2 separate regions of the Mus musculus genome follow, and region 1 is linked to region 2. The links are chromatin contacts, called in public HiChIP or PLAC-seq maps. All regions are on one chromosome and are shown on one strand. The core of a region is the stretch at or near the end of the contact, and the rest is flanking DNA. Distances in the headings are between cores, read along the strand shown.

Region 1 (3,536 bases), core at 874-3,373, 810 kb after region 2:
GGTCGGGGTCAGTAGCCAGGCATCCTGACCTTTCTGGCCTTTTCTTTCCTGGAGTCACTTTGGGAATTAGAAGCCGATTCTCTCAGATGAGGACTCAGGGCTCTTCTTGGGTGGGTGCTATTTGATTTACATTTACTTCTTAGGGACAGTAGGGGAGGTCCTGGGTGGCTGTGAAATTCAGAACCCACTTGCTTCCTCTTCATTTTGATTTAAAAAAAATAAATGGAAGGTTTTGGTAGCCCAGACTGACGCTTTTCTCTTATTACTTACTGCTCTGGAGAAGAAGCAACAATTTTTCTCTGTAGATATTCAGCTTGATGGACACTGACCTTGAAGTTTCGACTGGATAAGGCACCCTCCCTCACATCCTGGCCCCCAAATATCACCTGTTTACGCCCCTCCCACCTGCTCCTTTAGTTCCTGGGTGCAGTCCAGAGGGAGCAAACGGCAAGTCCGTTTGTGGCAAAGACTTGTCCACGCAAATTCAACATTGAATAAATTAACCTCAAACCAGCAAGTTGGGGTGTAGTAGTTTAGCAGGACTAATTGCAGACAATGTAGCTGAAATGACTTTTCCAATTAGCTGCTGGTTGGAGTTTAGTCGGAGGAACTGTCAGCTCCAACGATGGGTAATTGCTTTATTGCTCACAAAACTATCATCTATTTAGAACATATGTGCTAATTACTCTGGATGGGCGTCGACAAAGAGACCATAAATCTAATAGCACTTTAAAAAGTCTACAGTGTTTGTAAGTAACCCTAGTCCTTTCACTCTGTGATGGGGCCTAGGTTAGTGTGGCAGATGATTCTGGAAGGCTCAGGTTGGACTGGAGACACCAACGCCAACCGGTGCTCTGGTCAAACTGCATATGAAGAGCAAACGTCCTCTGCTTGCGTTCAGTGTGAAGGAGATAAATCACTATCATCACCACCAGACTCCCCACCCCCTTAACCGTACATCTTTTAAGTTTTTTTTTTCTCCGTAAAAGATTAGTTTAGAAATCTTTTAATTGGATTATGTTGGGAAATTAATCTCCTTTAGCCTTGGCTTAATTTATTGTGGATAGTGTCACGAAAGAAACCTTGTAACTGCAGTAAGGGCCATGTCCCTTTGTTTCTTTCCTTAGCGCTCCAAGGTCTCCCAGCTGCGGGCGACAGTGGTGCCTTAAAGTGTCTGGACTGAGAAAGGATGGAAAGACACATCTGGGTGGAAGGCCACAGGAGTCCCAAGTCTTTTTCCTTTGTCTTAAACGCACCCTTCTGTTCCGGATTCTGTAGCTTCAAATCCCCCATCCCCACTGCACCGCGCTTTGATCTACAATTCAGGGGACCTGCTACCCAGGAAGCAGGTTGGGGAGGCTGGAGGAGGAAGCGGAGTACCCAGTAGCGGACTTCCAGGCACACTGACTCCTTTGCTTTCTCTATCGCAATCTCCTCCTCCTGCATCCCCAGCTGGGAGCCAGCTATTAACAGATATTCCCCACCTCTCTGAGAAAAAAGATAAAAGAAGAAAAAAGAAACCCGTTCAGCTAGCTTTTGGCGTCGTCCTCTACTCAACTCTGTAGACACTTCTTGACTTGCACAGAGCTTGAGATGGGCTAGAGTCCATTCCTAGCACCGGCGCGTTGTTTTGGCTGCGACCTCCGGTTCTGCCTCCTCGCTGCGCGCGGGAAGCCGCGTTCAGCTTGACTAGGGCGGTAGAGGGAAGCGGAGGTAGAGCCCGGCTGGCCGTGCCTCAGCGGGAGATAACAACATCTGCCTGAAACGGGATACCTACTTTTGCAGCTCAATTTAGCTCTTAATAGCAGTCCTCTGAGGTGTGCTTAATTGATGGGGATAAAGGCGTAATGACTTGACAGGGAGACGCCAATGATCCTTTAATATACTTTTAAAAGAACAACAACCACCCCAAACACCCGCGGGTCCTCGCTCGGTAGGGAGTGTGTGGGAGGAGGAAGAGCGGGTCAGGCTGGGAAAGTGCGCTGAGCTGGTCCTACCTGGGGAAGCGCCTAAGTGCCCTGGCTCTCGGGAGCCAGCCGGCGCTCAGGCCAGTCCGGCCCAGTGTTTTCCAGTAGCTGCTGGGAGGGAAGGGCAGCCTAGTGAGCTAAGGTTGTCAAGTGTGGAAGGTCTGATTGGCAGTGAGGAAGCTAGAGACCCGGAGATGCTGTCCATTGCTAGGCTCTGGATTGCCTCACGTCTGCCAGCCTCCGCAGGCCGGGACGCCCTCCGGTCTGATGCCTGAGTAAGGGTCGAATGTGGGTGCTCTGCGGGACCTCACAGAATTCTGTCCTTCGGATAGCCTTAGAAGGTCTCGAGGAGCACGCGCCGTGTGAGAGTGCGTGTGTGCGCAAGCCGCCCCCAAATGCAGAGTTGGGACACAGCAGCCCTGAGCACGTCTAGGTCCGGGGCTCCCAGAGCCCTGAGACCAGACACTCGAGAGTTTATCTGCTCTGGAGGCAGGTCCCAAAGCTGGGTCAAAGCAAACCCTGAGCAGTTTCGGCTTAGGACCTCAGCTCAACTACCCTCTCTTCAGTAGCTTCCCTTTTTTTGGCCCAATTTCCCTTTGCGTAGTTCCAGATGGATCTTTAGGGTTAAAGGAATGTTAACTAGGCTCAGACTGAGTAAGGTTCACACTAGCACCTTAAGAAAAGGGGGTGGATAATCGGGTCTCCTTTTCTGTTTGCCCAGGATAAGGGCAGCAGTGACTTTAGCTGGTTTGTGCAAACCTCTTGTTGCACCCTTTCGAGAGGAATTACCTTAATGCTCCAGGGTACACTCGCACTGCACACAGAAGGAGAAATCACTCCTCAAATTGGGTTGCTGTAAGAAATCGCAGGTGTTTAAGTTGTAGCTATTGTCTACCTTAAGCACACACAACAGGGACCAAAGAATGTTAAGAAACTGACTTTCCCCAAATCCTCTTGTGGAGGAAGTATATGTTGCGGGGCTAGGAAATCTTCAAGGTCAAGAATTTCAAGACCTGAAATTAAGAATCCTAATTCCAAGTGTGTGTTTTCTTGGCGTGATTCCATCCTTCTGCGGGTCGCTGTCCAACCTCACCTAGAGTGATTCTGTCCCGATTCACCCAAGGTCCTAAGCCTAAATTCCTGGCCTGCCTGATGACTCCTACTCAGATGCACCCTTCTCCTGAAGCTGGGGAGGGGTGGGTTCTGGCTGAAGACCGGCTCTGGCCAGGGTATCCAGGCCTCTCAAAGGCCCAATGCTCTTTGGGAGGCCCTGACCTGGCTGCTGAGCACCCTTGTCCACGGGGTGGGGTGGGGTGGAGGGAGGTGGATCCTTGCGATCTCGGTGTAGGCAAATTCAGGCTCCTTCTCCTCACAGCCAAGGGTCCTTACTCTCCTGTGTAACCTCAACCCACAAAAGGAAGGCCCTTGGGCCGAATTATTCGGTCTGAGGACTAAGCTTTCCCTTCCTGGCCTGGGAAACTGTAGTCTCAAATTCCATTTTGCCAAGAGCTGCTTCTGCAAGGGAAGTCCTCATCCTGCCTCTGTCACAGGGTCATCACCAGGTGCTGA
Region 2 (3,630 bases), core at 187-2,686:
ATAAATTAAGTTTAAAATTATAATTTCTATCTCACATTGAAATATTTATATTTCCCTTGTATTGCAGTGGCTTAGTCAAGGCTTGAACGCCACAGAGCTCTGAGATAGTAGTGGAATAAAACAGTTATGTTCACCAGCCATCCCTCTCACACGAGCTCAGTAATTAAATATGGCTATGGGCATTTTTATCCACAGAGATTTACCAACTGCTGTAGCATTACACATTTATAGAAGGGTTTCTACACCTGCTTTTTAAAAAATGAAATAACCACAAATCACAGCAGCTTGAAGTATTTTCTTTAAAAAAAATAATAAAGTTTACCTCTAGGCCTTTGGTTTTAGCAGATACAAAGCCACTATCATTAGCCTACCATCCATTTTAATTTGAAATCCTAAGAACAAAAGTCATTAATAAGTCCTTTGTTATAGATTTAAAAAGAAGACGCCTTTTTAGTATTTGTATGTCATCATGCCAGGCCTAGAAAATTAGGCTAATTTATTATTTAAAACACTGGTGGGATTCCTAATTGCATTCATCATTAGATATGACACGTTTAGAACTGAGAACCATATCCAGTGAGAATTTTCCAGTTTGAATTTTGAAATAAAAATATTTTTCAAGAGATCCCTAGCTATTGCCTGTTACCATGGTAACAGTCCTATTTGTCTGAGAGCTCTGTCCGCTGCCAATGAGAGAGAGAGCAACGTCAACTAAACATACGAATACATCAAAGACAAATTCATATGCTCAATCTGATCAGCTCAATTAATGTAAGAACAGAAGCTGAAGGGGGTTAAAAGAGGGCACCCATTCAGGAGAGATGAAGCCCCTTTTAGCAGAATATACACGCCGGCCTTTTGGGGGAGGAATTTAGCACACTGTCAAAAACATTATCAGAGAAAGAAAGTAGTAGGGCCTCCTACACCTAACAGATATGAAGCTGTCAGACAAAGAATAGCACTATTCATTAAATGACACTTATTTTCTCCCACTTTACAAGAATACAGCGAACAAAACAAGCATGGAGCAGCTGAGAAAGACACTTTTTTCTTTTGCTAGTAATGATAGACATGCAGCAATTATGGTGATAACTAAGGAATACTAAACAAGAAGCCAGCCCCAACTCTGTTTATTACCTTAAATTTTATGTTACTAAATTTGCACGCATCTCCTGTTTTGTTTTATTATTAATGTCGGACAGAAATTAGATGCCTTTGTTTTTTTAACATCGTGCCTGGAGTTTGGTATAGCACCCCTCTAAACTCTGATTTCTCTCACTTTTCTTGTTAAAAGGCCATATCTAGTTGAAATGCTTTCGAAGTAGACATCGCCAAAACACAACACAACCACTGTTATCCACGTGAGGTGTACACAGTCCCCGGGAGGCTGCTTCATTAGTGAGAAGGGAGATTTTGGATGTTATGTTTTTTGGATACGGCTAAGCTGTGTTGCTTGCTACCTTTGCTCCCATGCTTCATTTTACAGAGTGCAGTGTGTTACACTGGGTGTCTGTCTGTGCTCATCACATTCACGTTTTTCTTCTTTTGCAATTGTAGGTGCTACGTAGTAGGAAAGCCATTTTCTGGGGTTTCTAACAGGTGCAGGCAACTAGAAGTTCCCCTAGGATCCTTGTCTTTTAAGAATCTTATGCTTAAGCCGTGATGATCTGATTTAAGACCCATTATCAATAGTCGGCTACTTATATCTGCATGATCTTGGACTGATTGATACTGACTTTGTAGCCATGTGCTCTGTAATGTGCTGTCAGGAAATGCTGACAGATGCAGTGAAAGAACAATAAATGTGGGGCAGCCGTAATGTAAAGGTCCAGCTAGGCTGGATGAAAACTGATAGCTAGAATATTGGCTCCTATGTTACCGATACACCAGTCCCGCTGAGAGTTTCCCTGGTGAGTGAATTAAAAATGGTCTCCTGATACCTAGAAGGGGCAGGGGGAAAATAATCTTCATTTAAGGAATTGCCGACTTTGCCAAAACATTGTTTCATAAGAACAGAGCCAAGGTTAAAAACAGAAAATACTCTCGGACTTAAAAATCTGGGCAGCCTGTCATGTCTGAGAAAGTATTGATTAAAAATCAATAACACAAAAGATCACTGTATCCACTTTTTATGATACTTAATGCATTTGTATAAAATTACATGACAAGACATCTCACTAGCATTCCTTCCGTAAAAGTATGGCATCTGATACTTTTAAAAAAATATTCTCGATCTTCAACATGCTCCGTGAATCTAGCTGGCATTTTGCCAGTACAGGTTTTTCTCAAAGGGCTGGGAAGAGAAGTCAGTTTCTTCCTAGTAGCTTCTTCTCCTCTCTAACTTAAAATGGAGCTATCACTGTTAGCTCAGGCTGTAATTTAATTTGTTCTCTTGATAGTTCTTATTTACATGATATTTTATACATACCCTTTCTATTACTATGTACCACCTCATAAGTCATAGTATTTAAAGATAATCAACACTTCAAGAGTGATGTCTCAAGTAACAAAGGATCCTAATGCATCCTAACACACAATTTTGTCCAAGTGTACAGTAATCAAGTATTATGTTTACTTTGAGACGAATACAAAATCTGATTTTGTCTTTAAATTTTATTTAGCTAGAAATATATAAAATGTAATAAGTATTTGTGCATTTTTTAAAATGTGGAGTCTCTGCTAGTATCTGTATGTATTGATTGGTATGTATAAATTAAGGCGAAACCCTCCTTAAAATTTTGATTTGTACCCTTTATAAAAGAAAGCAAAAATTATCTACTTTGTTTACAAAGTTATCTTTGGGAGATACTGAAGACTCTGATTTGATTTTAAAAAGAAAATAGTATTTTAAAGAATAATTTGATAAGGTACATTTAATTTTTCTTCAAATATTTTCAGGTATTAATTTAACACATTTAATATGACATTCAAAAATAAAAATTTTAAATGAAAAAATTTTAATGATACTCAAAGGATGTTTTCTTCTGGGAGTACTCAGAGAGTACACTGAGCAAATCATTGATAAAAATTTCATAACTATAATCATATGAAGTCAAGAACATGAACTTAATGCTACTATATCATTGACAAAACAGATCAAGGCCTCATTATGAACTGATGCACAAAGGCCTGGCTTAGATGTCTTCTGTGGATCCTTTTTAGCACGCAAAGTATTAACACAATAGACAATAATGGTTCCTTTGGAGCCATTAGGACCCATCATGTCAGGGTATGTTCAGGCATTTCTTAGCAGGTAGTACACAGACTCTTGTCATGATAAATCATAACAAGTCCAAAAGAATGATTATAACATTCTTGGGAATTTCATAATTTATAATTTATTACACTTTGAACATATCACATATGTGAATTTTAAATGATGCAATGATTTATGCTATTATCAATAAGCATTTTATGCATACATGCACCAAATTACATTATAAACCATGTAAACAGGCTAGATCACATGGAGTTATTCATAGTTTTCCCTGTCTAAGAACTTAAGTCCATATTGATCTTTATGAATATTCATAAAAGGCAATTCATCCTAAGCCTTATACCTTTCATGCTAAGTGTCAGCCTGGAGCAAATTTTCTGACCCTCATACCATGGACATTTGAAAGTAGGTGC

Evidence for each region. HiChIP or PLAC-seq counts read pairs in DNA pulled down with a chosen protein or histone mark.
Region 1: a contact with region 2 is called in an H3K4me3 HiChIP or PLAC-seq map of embryonic forebrain, with 7 times the contacts expected there. The contact joins two enhancer-like sites. A contact is called at or near these places in 2 of 39 promoter capture datasets (HPC-7-derived erythroid cells and trophoblast stem cells) and 6 of 115 datasets of contacts at active chromatin or transcription factors (astrocytes, embryonic basal ganglia, embryonic forebrain and 3 more).

What each region holds. Positions count from the first base shown.
Region 1 is chr13:78,208,463-78,211,998 of GRCm38.p6, forward strand. All of the region lies in intron 1 of A830082K12Rik (RIKEN cDNA A830082K12 gene), which reads left to right. Among named protein-coding and RNA genes, the nearest start is that of Nr2f1, 11 kb to the left of the region's middle. Within about 2 kb of position 2,124, at least 71 of the 459 cell types and tissues checked have an H3K27ac peak or open chromatin away from gene starts, as enhancers often do. A contact at or near this core is called in embryonic forebrain, where this site is marked.
Region 2 is chr13:77,396,410-77,400,039 of GRCm38.p6, forward strand. The region is part of intron 19 of 2210408I21Rik (RIKEN cDNA 2210408I21 gene); the gene reads left to right. Among named protein-coding and RNA genes, the nearest start is that of 2210408I21Rik, 260 kb to the left of the region's middle. Within about 2 kb of position 1,437, at least 31 of the 459 cell types and tissues checked have an H3K27ac peak or open chromatin away from gene starts, as enhancers often do. A contact at or near this core is called in embryonic forebrain, where this site is marked.